Regions from separate parts of the Gossypium hirsutum genome. Here region 2 is linked to region 1. The links are chromatin contacts, called in public Hi-C maps. All regions are on one chromosome and are shown on one strand. The core of a region is the stretch at or near the end of the contact, and the rest is flanking DNA. Distances in the headings are between cores, read along the strand shown. Region 1 has its middle 4.1 kb from the start of LOC121204114. Region 2 holds the start of LOC107955439 (chromatin modification-related protein MEAF6).

What was found. Hi-C and Micro-C count contacts between places; a contact is called where the count stands out from the background.
Region 2: a contact with region 1 is called in a Hi-C map of leaf, with 5 times the contacts expected there. The contact joins the promoter of LOC107955439 here to the enhancer-like site in region 1. A contact is called at or near these places in 8 of 34 Hi-C or Micro-C datasets (anther, leaf, petal and 1 more).

The regions. Positions count from the first base shown.
Region 1 is chrA07:95,619,873-95,627,676 of Gossypium_hirsutum_v2.1, forward strand. No RefSeq gene overlaps it. Among protein-coding and RNA genes, the nearest start is that of LOC121204114, 4.1 kb to the right of the region's middle. Within about 2 kb of position 4,404, at least 2 of the 9 cell types and tissues checked have an H3K27ac peak or open chromatin away from gene starts, as enhancers often do. A contact at or near this core is called in leaf, where this site is marked.
Region 2 is chrA07:95,661,117-95,668,920 of Gossypium_hirsutum_v2.1, forward strand. It overlaps LOC107955439 (chromatin modification-related protein MEAF6), which reads left to right and starts at 4,200. Exons shown (of 6, transcript XM_016891229.2): 1 at 4,200-4,437; 2 at 4,528-4,622; 3 at 4,723-4,826; 4 at 5,039-5,132; 5 at 5,975-6,021; 6 at 6,182-6,600. The coding sequence starts at 4,419. The coding sequence ends at 6,281. LOC107956880 reads right to left here and starts at 2,347. Exons shown (of 3, transcript XM_016892367.2): 1 at 2,225-2,347; 2 at 2,087-2,145; 3 at 1,514-1,785. The coding sequence starts at 2,330. The coding sequence ends at 1,615. It overlaps LOC107955437 (protein LTV1 homolog), which reads right to left. Exons shown (of 6, transcript XM_016891227.2): 4 at 7,665-7,804; 5 at 7,412-7,539; 6 at 6,955-7,244. The coding sequence ends at 7,241.

The DNA of each region.
Region 1 (7,804 bases), core at 3,154-5,653:
CCACTAACAATTGTCTAATGCTTAATTAATGCCTAATTTAGAAGTTTAACCACCACGATACTCTAGCTGTCTTATCTTCATATGATGAGGCATAGATTCATTAGTTCTTTTTTAATGTAAGATTAAGTATTATGAAATTTAAAATGCAATGTAACTAAGAATATTTTAATAATTATTAGAATGTGAAGTACTAAGCTTTCTAAACAAAATCTATCAATATTATTTTAGGGTTCTGTAATTTGGGCAATTAATCTATCTATACTTTTTTTATATATCGACATTATTTCTAGTGTAGGAGGATATAGATTTGAGTGTGTTGAAGCGTGTTATCTTTCTATTTAAGGGTTGGAGTGGGTTTATGGATAATTTTAGACATTGTATAAAAAAAAACAAATATGATAAGAACTTTTAATGAGATTAATGTTTTACATTACATATAAGAATATTTTAATTAAAATAATGGTTTAGTTTAGTCAAGTATTTCATATAAATTACAATGACACGGTTTAAGCAAATTTACTTGTAACCTTCCTAACCCGACCTAGATGTTAGACCCGAATTCGAGAAATTATATTAGCTACCGAGATGGTCTAGCAGAATTACTGAAGTTTTTGAAAACAATTATTTTAATAGAAAATGTAGTTTAAAAGTCGTTCTACTATTCCTCAACGTTTTAATTATCATCTAGCAACGGAAAAAAATGGCATTTACTTACGTATTTAATAAAATCGGGATTCATGCATACTAATTAATAATCAAAGCATAATATCTTAAGAATTCAAATAAAATGTCATGTAGAATAAAAACAAACCTAAGTCCTAAATCTCATGCCGCAGTTTGAAATAAAATATTACAGTCCTTGAATAATAAAATAAAATAAATCAAAAGATTAAGCGTTAATAAATTGGTAATAAAATAGATAGTGCCAAGACCCCCAAGATGCCATGCCCGCATCCTAACATGGTGGGTTATCTGTAAGGATGAACATTTAAGGGGGATGAGCTTTGACGATAAATGTGAGTCCATTTACAATAAAATCAATGCGACAGTTATTAAAACATATTAATTAACATTGCATAAAATAATCATTGTTAGCAATACATTTCATAGTATTGGATTTTCAAGTGCAACTATCATTAATATGTTCTAACTCACAATAATAGTTTTCAGAGTTAACCAAAATTCTCAAATTTGCCCACAATAATCATATTCATGCATATATATCATAACATAATTTTCCAAATTTGTATACATATGATTTAAATGATGTCATACAGTTTTGAGTTTAAATAGAATAAATCCTACCCCACTGCTACACACCATAATGAGAGTTCCCCAAAACTCCCTTTTCCAACACAGGAGGATGTGGATAAACCACTACTGGTTCGCAAATAATAACTGCCACTTGGTTATAGACACACAGCAAGACATCGCCTTTGGCTTTGGGTTCACAGCAAAAGTCTTGTAAATGAAACCTGCTTTTTTATTTAGATTTTACAATGTAAACTCGCCGTTGGAATCGACCTTTGGTTGTGGATTCACAACAGTACCCGTAGATGGAATCTATCTTTGGCTATGGGTACACAACAATTTACAGATAAGAACTGTCGCATGACTTTGACTTTTCACTGCCATTTTTCTTGCAGATAAACTGCTTGATCTTCCTCCGTACATATCGTCTCAACCCATGCAATGCATTATGACATATTGAATTCAGACAAAATATGATAGTATTTAATGTACTAACACATGGAAAATCAGTAGCGAAGTCATGCTTTTATCAGGTATTCAGGTTAACAATATTGTAGTGCATGTCGTACATACATTCGCAAGTATAGATTCAATAACAACATAATATATTCATGTCTCATGAAAATATTCATAAATATAAATAAATACTATAATAAATTGATCAATCCTGAATTCTAGCATATTTCTTATCATCAGGGACCTAATTGCATAATTTAATTCACTAAAAGTAGTTCAGAACCTATTCAGGGACTAATCTAATAAGATTTCGAAGGTTTGACAAGAACGATGTTTATTCTAGAATTTTTAGATTCTACTTAATCAGAAATAAGAATAATTACTTATCTTTGATTGGATTTCGAAGGTTATCGATGATAAATTCAACGTTCAGAGGGAAGACGAGTTAAACCGTGAATTGATTTTGATTTGGGATTTCAAAAGATTAGTTTCCAACAAAGAATGTAAATTTTTTTTTTGAAAAGAAAAATGGGAATAAAAGAAAAAGATGTATTTGAAGAGAAGAGAGGAAAAATTCTAGTTAGAGTTGAAAAAGAAGTAGAAATTCACATGTAATTAGGAAAAGAAATTAAATAGTTACGATTCCAAAATTTTGAGGGGCTGAATGGTAAAATACCCCTTTTTACTGAAAATGAAGAAAAAGAAATTGGGGAAAATGAGTTGGGGTGACTTAAACTTGGATGCAAAAGTGCTTAATCTCTTTGGTTCTCTAATAAATATCCTAAGCTCTTAACCATCAAAATTAAGACTCATTTCTCAATAATTAATTAAATTTCTAACCCCATGTATTTTGCAGTGTTACATTACTTTATTACCATATATATTTTTAAGGTATAACGAAAAATTAAACATTTAACATTTACATATTCTATCCATTAGTCTCTCTATTTTTTTTAGTTAAATTTAACAAAAACACAAATTAAAATGTTAGATTTTTAACATGACAGCCCGTATTACAATATAGATAAACTGCATGCTATTTTTTAAAAAAAATTAGGAAATATATTTTTTTTATTTTTTAAATATTTTATCTATTTTAATATTCTAAATTGATAAAAGATATAAACCCACTATACTTTATTTTTAGTTATCCAAATTAAGTCTATAGTAGTATTTAATGTAGCCTTGTAGGGTTTGCTTGCTATAATGGAGGATAGAGGTAATTTTAAATTCCAGTTGATACTTATTCAAGTATGATCCAATTAATTTTAGTTGGATGCATGAATAGCCTTAGATCTAGATTTGATTTTTACTGATTTTTAAACCTCATTTTTAGTAAATAAATAGATCATGACCTTGCCATGCGTGATGTGTTTTGGACTTTCTTCTAAATTGCAATTAATAAACTTTTAATCTTAGTTTCAAAGTTAATTAAGAAATTTAAATCAAAGATACCTTTTAAATTAAATTAATGTCTTAATCCACCTTAAAACTTCATTTCCACACATCCATAGTTCAAATTAAAAAAAATTGAAGATATTTATGTGTAAATAAATATGTAACTATCGAGTCTTAGTTCAGTTGGTATCAATAGTATTAGTATTAAAGAATGTGGGTTCAAGTAGGAGCGAAGTTACAAAATTCCTTTTAGGGTGGAATTTAATTGTATATTCTTACGATGATAAAAATGTAATTTCACCATTTTAATAGCTTATATCTTTATAATTTTTAAAGTATTAAATCAAATTTGTATCATTTTTGGGGGTCAAAGTACAATTTTACCATTGCTAATTTAAAATTTTATATATTATAAAGGGGCCTAAATGAAAAAAAATCATTTTAAGGGGGCCGAGGCCCTTGCCAGCCCTTCTTGCTTTACCATTGAGTTAGAGGGCATTTAGACGCGTTTTATCCTCTTATTTAAGGGTTAAGAATGAGTTTGGATAGTTTTAAATATTGTATATAAAAAAAAACTCTCAAAATTTGAATTTTCTTTCGGTATTTATTTTTAACAACTAGAAATTCTATCACACGTATATGCATGTAAAAACCATGTACCTAGAACATAACGGGTTTTTTTTTACTTTAAAAATAATATACAATGTTTGAAGCTAATGATAATAACACATATGCAAATATATACAAAATTAAAATAAAAATAATTTAAATTGTCAGTAAAAGGGAATTTAATTATATTAAGAATATTAAATACACTCTAGTTGTTTATCATGGTATTGCCATTTTTTTTTGAGTTGGTATCGAGTTGACTCGGCCAACGATATTATCAATATATACAAACAATGTGGGTGAAACAAATTAAGTAATAAAATTAAAATGTATAAAATTATCAAAATAAAGCTTTTGTTGAAGTGATTAAAAAAAAGATTTTATACATGCTGGTGGCATAACTTTAAATCTCAACATTTGTAAGGGTTTTTTTAAATAATAAAAAAATACAAAAATATTCTCATAATAATATAACTTATTCAAAATATGTAAAATTATTTTAATAATTTATTTGATTGAATCGATGTCTAATTAACTTGCGACGTCAACTCAATTATACTACCAACCTTAACCATACCCATTTGAAATATAATACTAAGAAATATGGCCCAAATCTTCACATCTCTGTATAAACAGTCCCAATTGGTTTCACAGCCCATTTAAGCTGCCATATTTGACCCAAAGTCAAACAAGTGGACTGGCTGGAAAACTAATCCCAGCCCTTAATATCTAACTGTGCAATTGAGTCCAAACCTCCCAATATTGGACTGATCAAAATGGGTATAAAACTGGGTTGATGGCAGAAATTTCTTTAGAGAATTGAAAATTAAATTTTAAATTTTACGATAGTACTATTTAAATAGTCTATATTTTTATAATTTTTAATGAATTAATTTATTTTTTATTATTTTTAAGGGAACAAAGTGTAATTTTACCTTTACTAATTTAAAATTTTAAAAAATTAAAAAACTTAAATAGAATATTTTTCATTTTAGGAAGCTGAGTCCCCTACCAGCCACCCCTGGCTATGCCTTTGGTATAGAACAAAAAGCATAGAAAAACGTTTAAGTAAATTGAAAGAAAAAGAAAATGTTTAAAGGCAAATGGAGGGCTTTATACAGAGAATAGTTGAATCTTTCGTTTAATTGGTGATATCTAAGAGAGAGAAGAAAAATATAGATTGTTTAGAAAAGGAAATAGCCTTATTACTATGTAGGGTACACTTCATCAAAAGTCATTAAATTATTAGTAAGTTTATGTTTTGTTCACTCAATTTCAAAAAGTTATAAAATAATTATTAAATTGTTCGAAAGTTTTTATTTAAGTAATTGGGTTGTTAAGTATTTTTTAAAGGTTCGACTAACAAGTTTCAAATGATGATTTGATAATTGATATAGTGGATTAATACATATTGACGAGTAGAATAGCATATATACTTTAAATCCAAGTCGATTTAACAATTGGTGTCGAAGATCGGAGAAAAAACTGTTTGAATTTTGGTTCGTAAATTCACGACATTGAAATAAATTTCATGCAAAAAAAAGTTAAATTGTAGAAGAGAAGGGAAAGTAGAACTTTCGATTGATACAGACAGTGCAAACAGAAAATGTCATATAGCATTTTATAATAACTCGATGACTTAAATGAAAATTTTCGAATAAATTTAATTATCAAATTGTATTTTTTATAAATTAAATAATCAAAATGAAACCTACTAATGACATTTGACGTAACTTATCCTATTATCTAAGAGAGAGCCTTTTTGTTAAAACTCGTTGGATTGTTTGATTTGACTTATCAAGTCAAAATAATATTTGGAGTTGTAATTACATATATTGGAAAAATGTTCATGAGCTTTTCAAAAATTGAGAATTTAGTCGTATGTATTTGTATTTTTCGTAATTTAATCCTTTTATTTTCATATTTTTAAAATTTAGATTTTTTTATTAAATTGGTTGTTATGACTTTAAAAAGATTACTCATTTCGTAGTCATGTAATTAAAAAAGATATTGTAATTAATTTGAATTTAATAAAAAAAATTACAATTAGGTATGAATTTTGAAATATAAAAAGTATGGGGACTAAATTCCTAAAAATACAATTGCAGGGACTATAGGAAAATTTTAACCATTGGATCGAGAAACTAAAATCCATTTGATATTTTTAACCTAACTGCTTCTTGACCGATCCTAGTGGAAATTTGTAGGAACCCCCAACCCCATTTCTCAAGTACTGCTGCTTCGCCGTTCATAATGGTTTAGTTGATGCATTGGCTTTTTGGTATATGATAATGTTGGCCACTAACATCATGAATGCAACAGCAGTTCTTGTTTTCAATCAAATAAGGGCGGAAATGAACTTTTTCATCGTTGATTTTTTTTATTTTTAAGCTAAAGAAATATCCAGGAAGTTCATCTTTAAACCACGGCCATCAACAATGGACTTTTGAAACCCCTAATATTTTATATTCAGTGCACATGGCTGGCTGGCTCCAAATTATCATCCTATAGTGGGGTGGTGTGGGGGGATGAAAGTTGCCACCTTTCGTGGCACCATTTAAAACATGCAAGTCACTTAATTATTGGGGTCAAACATGGAAGTAATTTTAAAATATCTTTAAAAAATTAGTCCATATCATACGTTAGTTGTTTATAATATTTGCTGCAATAACATCAAATTCCGTTCTTCATTTTTAATGGAATTAAAAAAGCTTTAGAAAAAAATAAATTTACAACCACAATTACAAAACTACACCTATCAATTAAAACTATAATTAATTTAATATAAAACACAAATGATTGAAGACCGGATTAGACACAGCTCACAAATAGTAGTACGATACAGATCACAAATAATACATGTCCAATCAATTAAACTTGTTCGCGTTTATTAGTACATCTTCAACCACCCATTTTGGAAAACAAAGAGTTCTATATGTCATTTCTAACGTGACTAAGGTAGGCATGATATATCCCAAACCCAATTTTTGAGAAAGTGGCATCAAATTAATGCTCACTCCCAAATCACAAAGTATTTTTCCAAAAGTATGCAAGCCAATAGCACAGGGAATCGTGAAACTTCTAGGATCCTTCAACTTAGAAAGAACTTTCCTTTGAATTATGACATTGCACTCCTCAGTAAATGTTATATTCTCATAATCACATAGCCACCTTTTCTTAGACAAAATGTCTTTCATAAATTTCACATAACTAGGTGTCTATTTTAAAGCTTCAACAAAAGGAATATTAATGGACAACTTTTTAAATACGACAAGAAATTTTTGGAACTGCTTATCCAACTTATTCCTATACAATCTTCGTGGAAATGGCGGAAGATGATATTATGATTCAATCGCCTCCGTTGATGGCTTCATTGCTTCCATCTCATGGTGAACTTACTCTTTAAGGCTTTTATCAAGCTCAACAAAACTCTCGTCAATAGGTTGGAATAGACAATTGATTTTCTAAATAGACAACTAAAAGAGAAGTACTAGGTATCTCATTACCACTTTTAAGGGTAATCTCCTTGCAATACTCCTTCGGATTATTAGCATTAGGGGGAGGCTGAATGTCTGATAGTAATGCTCCTTGAAGCCTACTATGAATAACTTAAGCTAACTGACCCATTTGAGTTTCCAAAGCCTTCATCCTAGCACTAGATACCTATATGAATTGTTAAATTAGCTCTTCAGTAGCCAACTTCTTTTTCAATGCATGTGATTGTGGCGGATGTAGCCTTTGAAACTGATTTTGAGAAAAACCTAGAGGTCCAATTGCCTAACTTGTGAAGAACTACTTTCATTATTTCCCTAAGCAATGTTGGGGTGAGTTCTCCATCTTGTATTATATTTTTTTTGGAAAAAGGGCTGTTCTATTGTCTTCCTAGATTTCTAACATATCCAACTAGTTCTGATTCAGCTGTGTTTTACAAAAAATAATGATTATCCCCCCACTAATCATAAATGACATAAGTTGCTTGCTTCATACTAACCCCAATTTTCTCATTCATGTTTTGTCTCCAAGCAGCCATTTTAGTGACAAAGGTAATCATCTCATAAACCTCTACTACTCCAATCGGTTTATTTTGGCT
Region 2 (7,804 bases), core at 2,950-5,449, 41 kb after region 1:
GTACAAAACTAACAATTAAGGTTTACAATTTAGTCCCTTTTCGTAAATTAAGCTTAAATTCTATCAATTTCACACCTAAATCATTCAATTCTCAACAATGGAAACTTACCAAAATTTCACCAATTGATCAAATTGATCCATGAGTTACCTTAATCAAGTTCCCATGATAAAAAAATACATAAAAATCAAAGAAAAATGGCTAGAGACTTACTTGAAATTAAAATTGAATGTGAACTTAGGTTTTCAAAACGTTTCTTAAATGGTGGATAATGAGAAAGGTTGAAGATTTCCATCTTTTTCCACTAACATTTCCTATATATATTATGATTAATTTTAATTAAGATTAATTAATTAACTTAATCATGCTTAATTAAGCTTTAATCTTTAATTAACTTAAACTAATTACAATTAACATCACATCCCACTATCATTTATTTAGAATTGGTTTATTTCCCATTTTAATCCTTTGGTTAATTGTTATCAAAGTCCCCAAGTCTTATTCTAATTAAAAATTTATAATGATTAAACTTTTACAATTTAGTCTCTAAGCCTTATTAACCATTTTTTTTGCTAAATTGCTTAACTAAATTTCAATTAAACAATATAATAACTCTGTAAATATCTCTATTTAATATTAACAGACTCGGTTTATGAAAAATAGAGTTCCAAAACCGCATTTTTGACACCCCTAGAAATTGAGTCGTTACATATTCAATAAGCTTGGTCATCATCATGGCCTTACTGGACTTGTTGTTATCTCATGCTATCATTCATAACTTTTTTGTTTAATATGTCATTTTTATTTCATGTCATGTTATCGTAGATTTTTGAATATCTAATTTTGTATAAATTAAAATTATTTAACTATTTATTCTATATAGAAAAGAAAATCTTTATAATGTTAAATGTATTATGAAATGTTTGTGTGAGACTACAAGTGGTGTTTGTGTTTGTACAAGTGCTATCTGTATTATGACATGTTTGCATGAATGAAAATTGAAAACATATTTTATAACCGATTTTTTAAATACCATTCAACAATTGAAGAAAAATCAATGTTGTTTCGGTTGGATCAGATCAATTTGGAGAAGGGTTTTGACTCGATTGATCCAAAAACTAGTACGAATCAGTTAAACAGGGTAAAAACCCACTTGAACTAGATCTTAGTTTTTTTTTATGAATTTTTAATATTGTATTTAAGTGAACCGGACAAACCGATCAGATAGATCGGATCGACGAACTAAGCCTTACCGGTTTATATTGTCAAAAAAATATAGCACACAAGCATGCATAATGAGAAAATAAATGTCAAATAAATCCTAATAAAAAGACAGATTTTGACTTGTGTTAATTTTGATATTAAGTAAATTGCTATTTTAAACACGAATTGAAAGTTTAAACGATAGGTTGATAAGTTTAGGAGTTGTGGATTTTTTTTTCTTTCATTATAATTTTTAAATTTGATTTATCCACTCTATCTAAATTACCATTCCATAAAATAAAAAATAAAAAATAAAAAACATTTTCTTAATTATAAAAATTAATATTAATTTTCTTTTAATTTTTAACAATAAATAGGGCTATTGTTGGATAAGAAGATTAACAAATTAGGGTTTAAAGTTTTGGAGTTTTTTTGTTTTCGGGTGGAGGTGAAAAGGGATCATGCTTGTGGCTGGCACCAGTTGGTGCATAATCTGTGATTTCCATTAGCATCCTTTCTCCATTGAAATCATGTCCTAAATATTCCCCAAACATTTCCTCAGCTTCGATTGATTTTTCCACATCCTGCAAAATACAATCTTATTATTAAATTTATATATATTCAGCTAATGTAATTTAAGTGCTAATTTAATATTACTTCTCAAAAATATTTTTGAGAAAATATTAAAATTTTCTACTTCTATTTTTGGCCAAAATAGTGCTTTTGCAACACAATTTTCTGTCCCCAAAAGCATTTTTAAAAAGATTAAAAGTGTATTTTAACGCAAAAATGCTTCTAAGAAGTAATTGTAAACTAACCCTAAAAGCAAAAAGTTATTCGAAAGCATCCTCTTTTGTTTTAAGATTTGAAAGATAGAAAAATGACCTGAACAAGTAAATCTTGGACGGAAGAAGGGAATAATTCCTTATTTGAGTTGAGATTTCCTATAGAAATATATTACAGAACAAATTTTGTATAAATTAATTAACTAAAAAAACCCAAACTTAAAAATTAAGATATTACCCTTATTTGTTATAGGAACAGCAGCAGAAGAAATCATAAGGCAACATAAACCCAGAAAAAGCAGCATCAATCTAACATTAAAACCTTTGTTCTCCATGCTGATCATAAACAAAAAATGAGAAAAGAAGAAGAAATTTGGTGATGGTGGACTTGGTAATTACTACTTTATATAGAGTTGATTTCACATTAGTATTAAATTAAGTCAATTATTTTAAAATTTTAATTTAATTTTAAATTAGTAAATGCTATGGTTTTTGTTGTCAATTATTGAAATGGTAAGCAGTTTTACAACAACTCGGAGAATCAACACCTTCCATATATTTTATTTTAAAATGAGGAATAAAATCCTACCCATTAATTCATACTTTAAAAAGGTTTAAATGTGAAGTATTGATATATTTTTTTATAATTTCTAGAGTTTTTTATTTGAGGAAATTTTTTAAAACAATATAGATTTTGTGAATAAAAAACTTTTTTTTTCATTTATTTAATAACAAAATAAAAATGTGTTTTAAAAAAAAAAGTGAAATTTACTAGATATATATGTAAATTATTAGACCAATCTATGGGTCGGGTAGGGCCTTAACAAAATTCCAAGCCTGGCCTAAAAATGAGTCTAATTTTTTGCCCAAGCTCATCCCGGGTTATAGATGTTAAATTTGGAATTGGCCCGGCCCATATTAAAATTTTTTATTTTATTTTTATATAAAAAAATTTAAAAATACAATACATTAAAAATATTATAATAAATATTTCTCAACAAATTGAAAATAAATTTAAAAATGTCTTTACACCTAAACAACACTAAGATGGGTGCAATTAACAAGCAAATGCCTCTAAAATAGTAACAAAATTAATAACAAAGAAAGAGTTATACAATATCCAAATAATAACAATAAAATAGTAGCAACATAATAGTGAAATAACAGTAAAACAGTGAGAAAATAGCAAAAAAAAGTTACTTGAGGACAAAAAATTTTATTTTTTGCCTAAGCCCATTTTTCGGGCTTATATTTTTACCTAAACTCTCTCTTTTTTCAGGCAGGCCTTCCCAGCTCGGCCCATGGACAGGTCTACAAGTTATCAATATTTTATTTAAATATAACTTGTAATTTATCTACTGGATAAATATGTAAATTACTAAACTTATCAATTTATTTTTTAAAAAAAAGAGAGACCAACAATCTCTTTTTACCACATAACTAAACCTCGTCATGGGTTAGGCCAGGCCGAGTTGATGAAAAAATTTAGACTCGTTTTATAGACATGGGCCCGGCCCAACTCGAAAAATAGACCTAAATTTTGCCCAAACCCATCCCAAATAAAAAAAGCTAAACTCGAGCTCAACTGAACTTACCCATGTCAAAAAAAAATTATATATATATATAAACAAATTTAAAAAACATAATACATCAAATACATTAAAAGCATTAAAATAAATATTTCTTAACAAATTGAGAATAAAATAAGAATTATATAATATTTAAACAATAACAACAAAATAATAATAGTATAAAAACAAAATAACAGAAGCGAAAAACATTTTAATCAGACTTAGGCTAAGCTGAGCCTATATCAAAAAATTATTATCCGAAACTTTTAATATATATTTTTTATTTAAATTTATTTTTTGAACTTATATTTTTACTTAAATTACTCAGATTTTCAAGCGAATCTTTTAATATATACAAATAACCCGACCTATAGAAAAGTTGCAGACGTAAGTATAGCCTAGAGCCTCAAAACAGCGGAACCACAACAGACCACGCAATGAAAAGAGAATCGTCAAATAAAAAGTCAACCTTTTTTTTTTGTTTACTTTTTACCTTCAAACCAATTTACTAGGCGAATCTCAGCCGTCCAAGAGGTCATCATCCATTCAATCTCTTGGTCTTCTAGTTGCCTCGTAGCAAATTTTCTATTATGGAAAAAAAAAGGGTATTTCTAAAGCTAACCCCATCTAATAATCAAACTCGGTACAAATGGAGAAATTGTATTGGCTAGAAGATCTGACAACCTGATGTAGACAATTCGGACCCTTTTGGAAAACGGGGTCTTTTTCCTTCAAACCACGTTTGAATTTCGGAACCCGGTCCGAGTCCGACAAAGCTTTCATAATCAAGATTTTGGGAGAAACCCTAGTTTTAGATTTTTAGGGTTCTAAATAATCTCAAAAGTTTTTTCGCGCTAAAATATGGATCACAGTGGTAGCTGTTACGATACATTCTTATTTTTTTTCTAGGTAAATGTTTTAATTTCGATTGCTTTTCTTATTAAAGAAGAATTGAAATCTTGGTTTTCAGGTCAGAGAGGATCATCAAACCCGTCAGCTATGCTGGCTACTTTGCTTAGTAGAAGAGCTAAGCTTCAAGAAGAGCTTGGAAACATCGAGAGACAAGTAATTTCATATTCCCCCCTCCCCCCAATTTGGTTCAAATTAGATTATATTTTACATCACTGTTTCTGGTTTTGAATGTAAGTGGGAAAGCTAAATGCAGGTGTACGATATGGAGACTAGTTATTTACAGGATACAGGTCAATGCGGCAATGTTTTGAAAGGTTTTGAGGGGTTCCTCTCTTCATCTAATAAGAACACTGCCCTGTATGGAATGCCTGCTTTAACACTTTTTCCTTTATGTTTTTCCTCTACTTATGTGCCTATCTAATGTTATATTTTATATTATGCTTGTTTAGGATTTAAATCTGCAAAAATTGAACTTTTTAAAGTTCCATTCCTAGACATTGTCTGAAATTCCCTGAGATGAATTCAATTAAATGTAAATTTGTCTTAGGGATTTGTATGTTATGCTTCAGCCATTTATTGAAGTTGATTTGCAGCTCGAAGCGGTCCAGGAAGTTCCAGCCTGAAGACAGGCTATTCTCATTATCTTCGGTCGCTTCTCCGGTGGTGCGTATTCTTCTTTATTAAGTTGCTTTCCATCCTTTTCTTTTTTTCTTGTTTGCTGGCATAGCTACTTCCTGTTCATGTCAATTGAAGTGAAGTACATGAGATTGATTTCTCCAACTGCTTGGACCTAACTGATTACATTGTTATAACCGAAGAATGGGGCTATAGGCAATGTCAAGTTGCCTTACTTTATGTAGGATTTTGCATGTCCATTATAAGCATTTATGACTTTTAATAGGATGAAAATGTTAGAATATAAACGAGATAGCCTTTGCATTTTATCTATAGCATTTTCTTTGGTTGTAAAGGAGGGGGTGTTTCCTGTTTCTTTTTTATCCTCATTTCACGAGGGGCTCGTATCATCTTGCATTACTATCGCATACTCAGGTACAGATTGAGCAACAACCATTCTAGTACCCACAAGGAGTTCATCAACTGATTGCAACTTTGTGCAAGATTCATATTGCTATTAGTGCAACAAAATTATGTATTGATGCCCATTCTACAGAAAATCCTACCAAAAGTTTCAAACTAGATCTAGAACTGGCTGATTAAGGCCATTTCAAGTATGCAGATCCTGCTGCAATTTCAAACATGTCAGCACTTTATTTAAAGAGTGATGGATATTAGAATTACTATGACTACATATATATGTATACATGGGAATAACTCTTCATGGATACATGAAAGGCAAAATTCTCAATGAAGTAGTTTTCTTTTACTGCAGCTTATTTTCAGTAACTTCGAAGAAGCTGGAGATGTGTACAACTTATTTTCTTCAGAATTTTGTTCACTGTGAGGTTTTTCCGACTGATTTTTTGCTGCTATTGTTGTTTTTTCAGGCTGAAGAGATTGCCACTGCTAGAGATGGTGAGCCTGTAATATGCAGGTGCATCAGCACATTTCCCTTCTTGATGTTTATTGTTTGTTATTATTGTTGTTGTGTGTGTGCGTTTTAGCAGGTGGGAAATTAGACTGGTCCTGTTCGGTCTAAGGATCAAGTTTACTTTGCCAATGGGCATTAAATGCATTAATTTTGTTTTTTACAGAGGAAAACCGAAGAAGGGAAGAGGTAGAGAAGCAAAGAAAATGCGACACTTCAGTGAACCAGATTATGACTATGATGATGATCCTGATGTGACTTTATGAAATGAGTTGAATCTAACAAAGTACTTTTTGGCCTTGCCTTAATGCTTTCAAGCTTTAATGTCCAATCTTAGATGTTTTTCGTATCATAACAACCGGTGATAGCAGATGTTATTTACATGATTTTCAAGTATGCCAGATGAAAAAATGATTTTGGTTTTTCATGGTGCTCAAAATCGAATCAGGGGTTCATATGGGCAGAATGTTGAGTGATAATGTGAAGGACCCTTTACGGTCTGAATCTTCTGGGCTAGTTCTGGCAACTAGTCTCATCTTGTTTTGTTCTACTCAGCATTTTAACAGAGATTCTACTTGCTTTGGATCCTTTTTTTTTTTTTCTAAGGGGGCCAAAACCTGAAAAACTTGAGGCTTTTGGTTGAATTTGGATGATTATATGCTTGGTTTGGAACACAATAAATTGCTAAATAATCTAGAATTTTAAAGCTAAATTGGGTTTCAGTGTTGAATTGCCTGCTAATCTTGCATTTAATAGTAGCTTCTTAAATCACCAAAATCTCAAGTAGACTTGCAATTAGGGAAGTAAATGAATATATATTACTTCAATTCCGTGAAAATGTTATAGTGATAAGATCTCGACCAAGCAACAGTCTATGAATTTAATTGATGTTAAAAATAAACAAAAATAAAATATTCAAGCAACCCAGATATAAAAATATATACAAGTTTGTAGTATAATTTATAAATCAATAAAAGGCAGATATCCAAGTGTGTTTAGGGACAAACATATTGAAGTAACATTCGGACGCAGACACACTACCCAAAAAGATGCATGTAAAAGCAGAGCTCTTCCATCCTTTCCATCATTTTTCAACTCAAAAAGTATCAAATATAAAGAAAACTAACAATTTAATGGTTACCAACCATGGATGCTCCAAGACCTGAGCAGCAAATAAGAGCACCCCAATGGAAGAAACTGCCTCAAACAACAGCCATCTCAACATTCACCTATTTAAAGCAAAAATCAAAAGTCAAACCATCAATCAAATTGTCTCTTAATTGTCTATGATTGCAAGAAACAAACCAATGATACTTGGAAAAGGGGATCATAAAATTGTCAACTTAAACCAATCATTCCACACAATGTGAATTTTGTAAAACAGCAAACTACCTACATTAATCGAATGGCAGATGGGCCAGATATAGCAGCTACTTTCTGAGCTTGCTGGGTTTCACTCCGGTATAGCTCTTTCATTGCCTTTTTCATTTTCCGTGCTTCACTTCGTTCCTTTTTTATAGCAAGCTGAAAGCATATAATTCATCCATTCAGCAGTGAACAAATTAAACATCATTTCAAAGCAATTAAATACATTCCCAAGCAAATAGGGCTGAACACCATTAAAACACGCATGCAAATAGATACGATACCTTCCGTTCTTTCTTTTCCTCCTTAGTCTCCTGACCATGTTGCTTTCTCTTATGCTGTTCGGGTATTATGCTACATGCAATCTTGACTTTTTCTGCTGCAGCCTTCCTGCTATTAGGTAAAAAGTCTAGTGGGAGCTTTT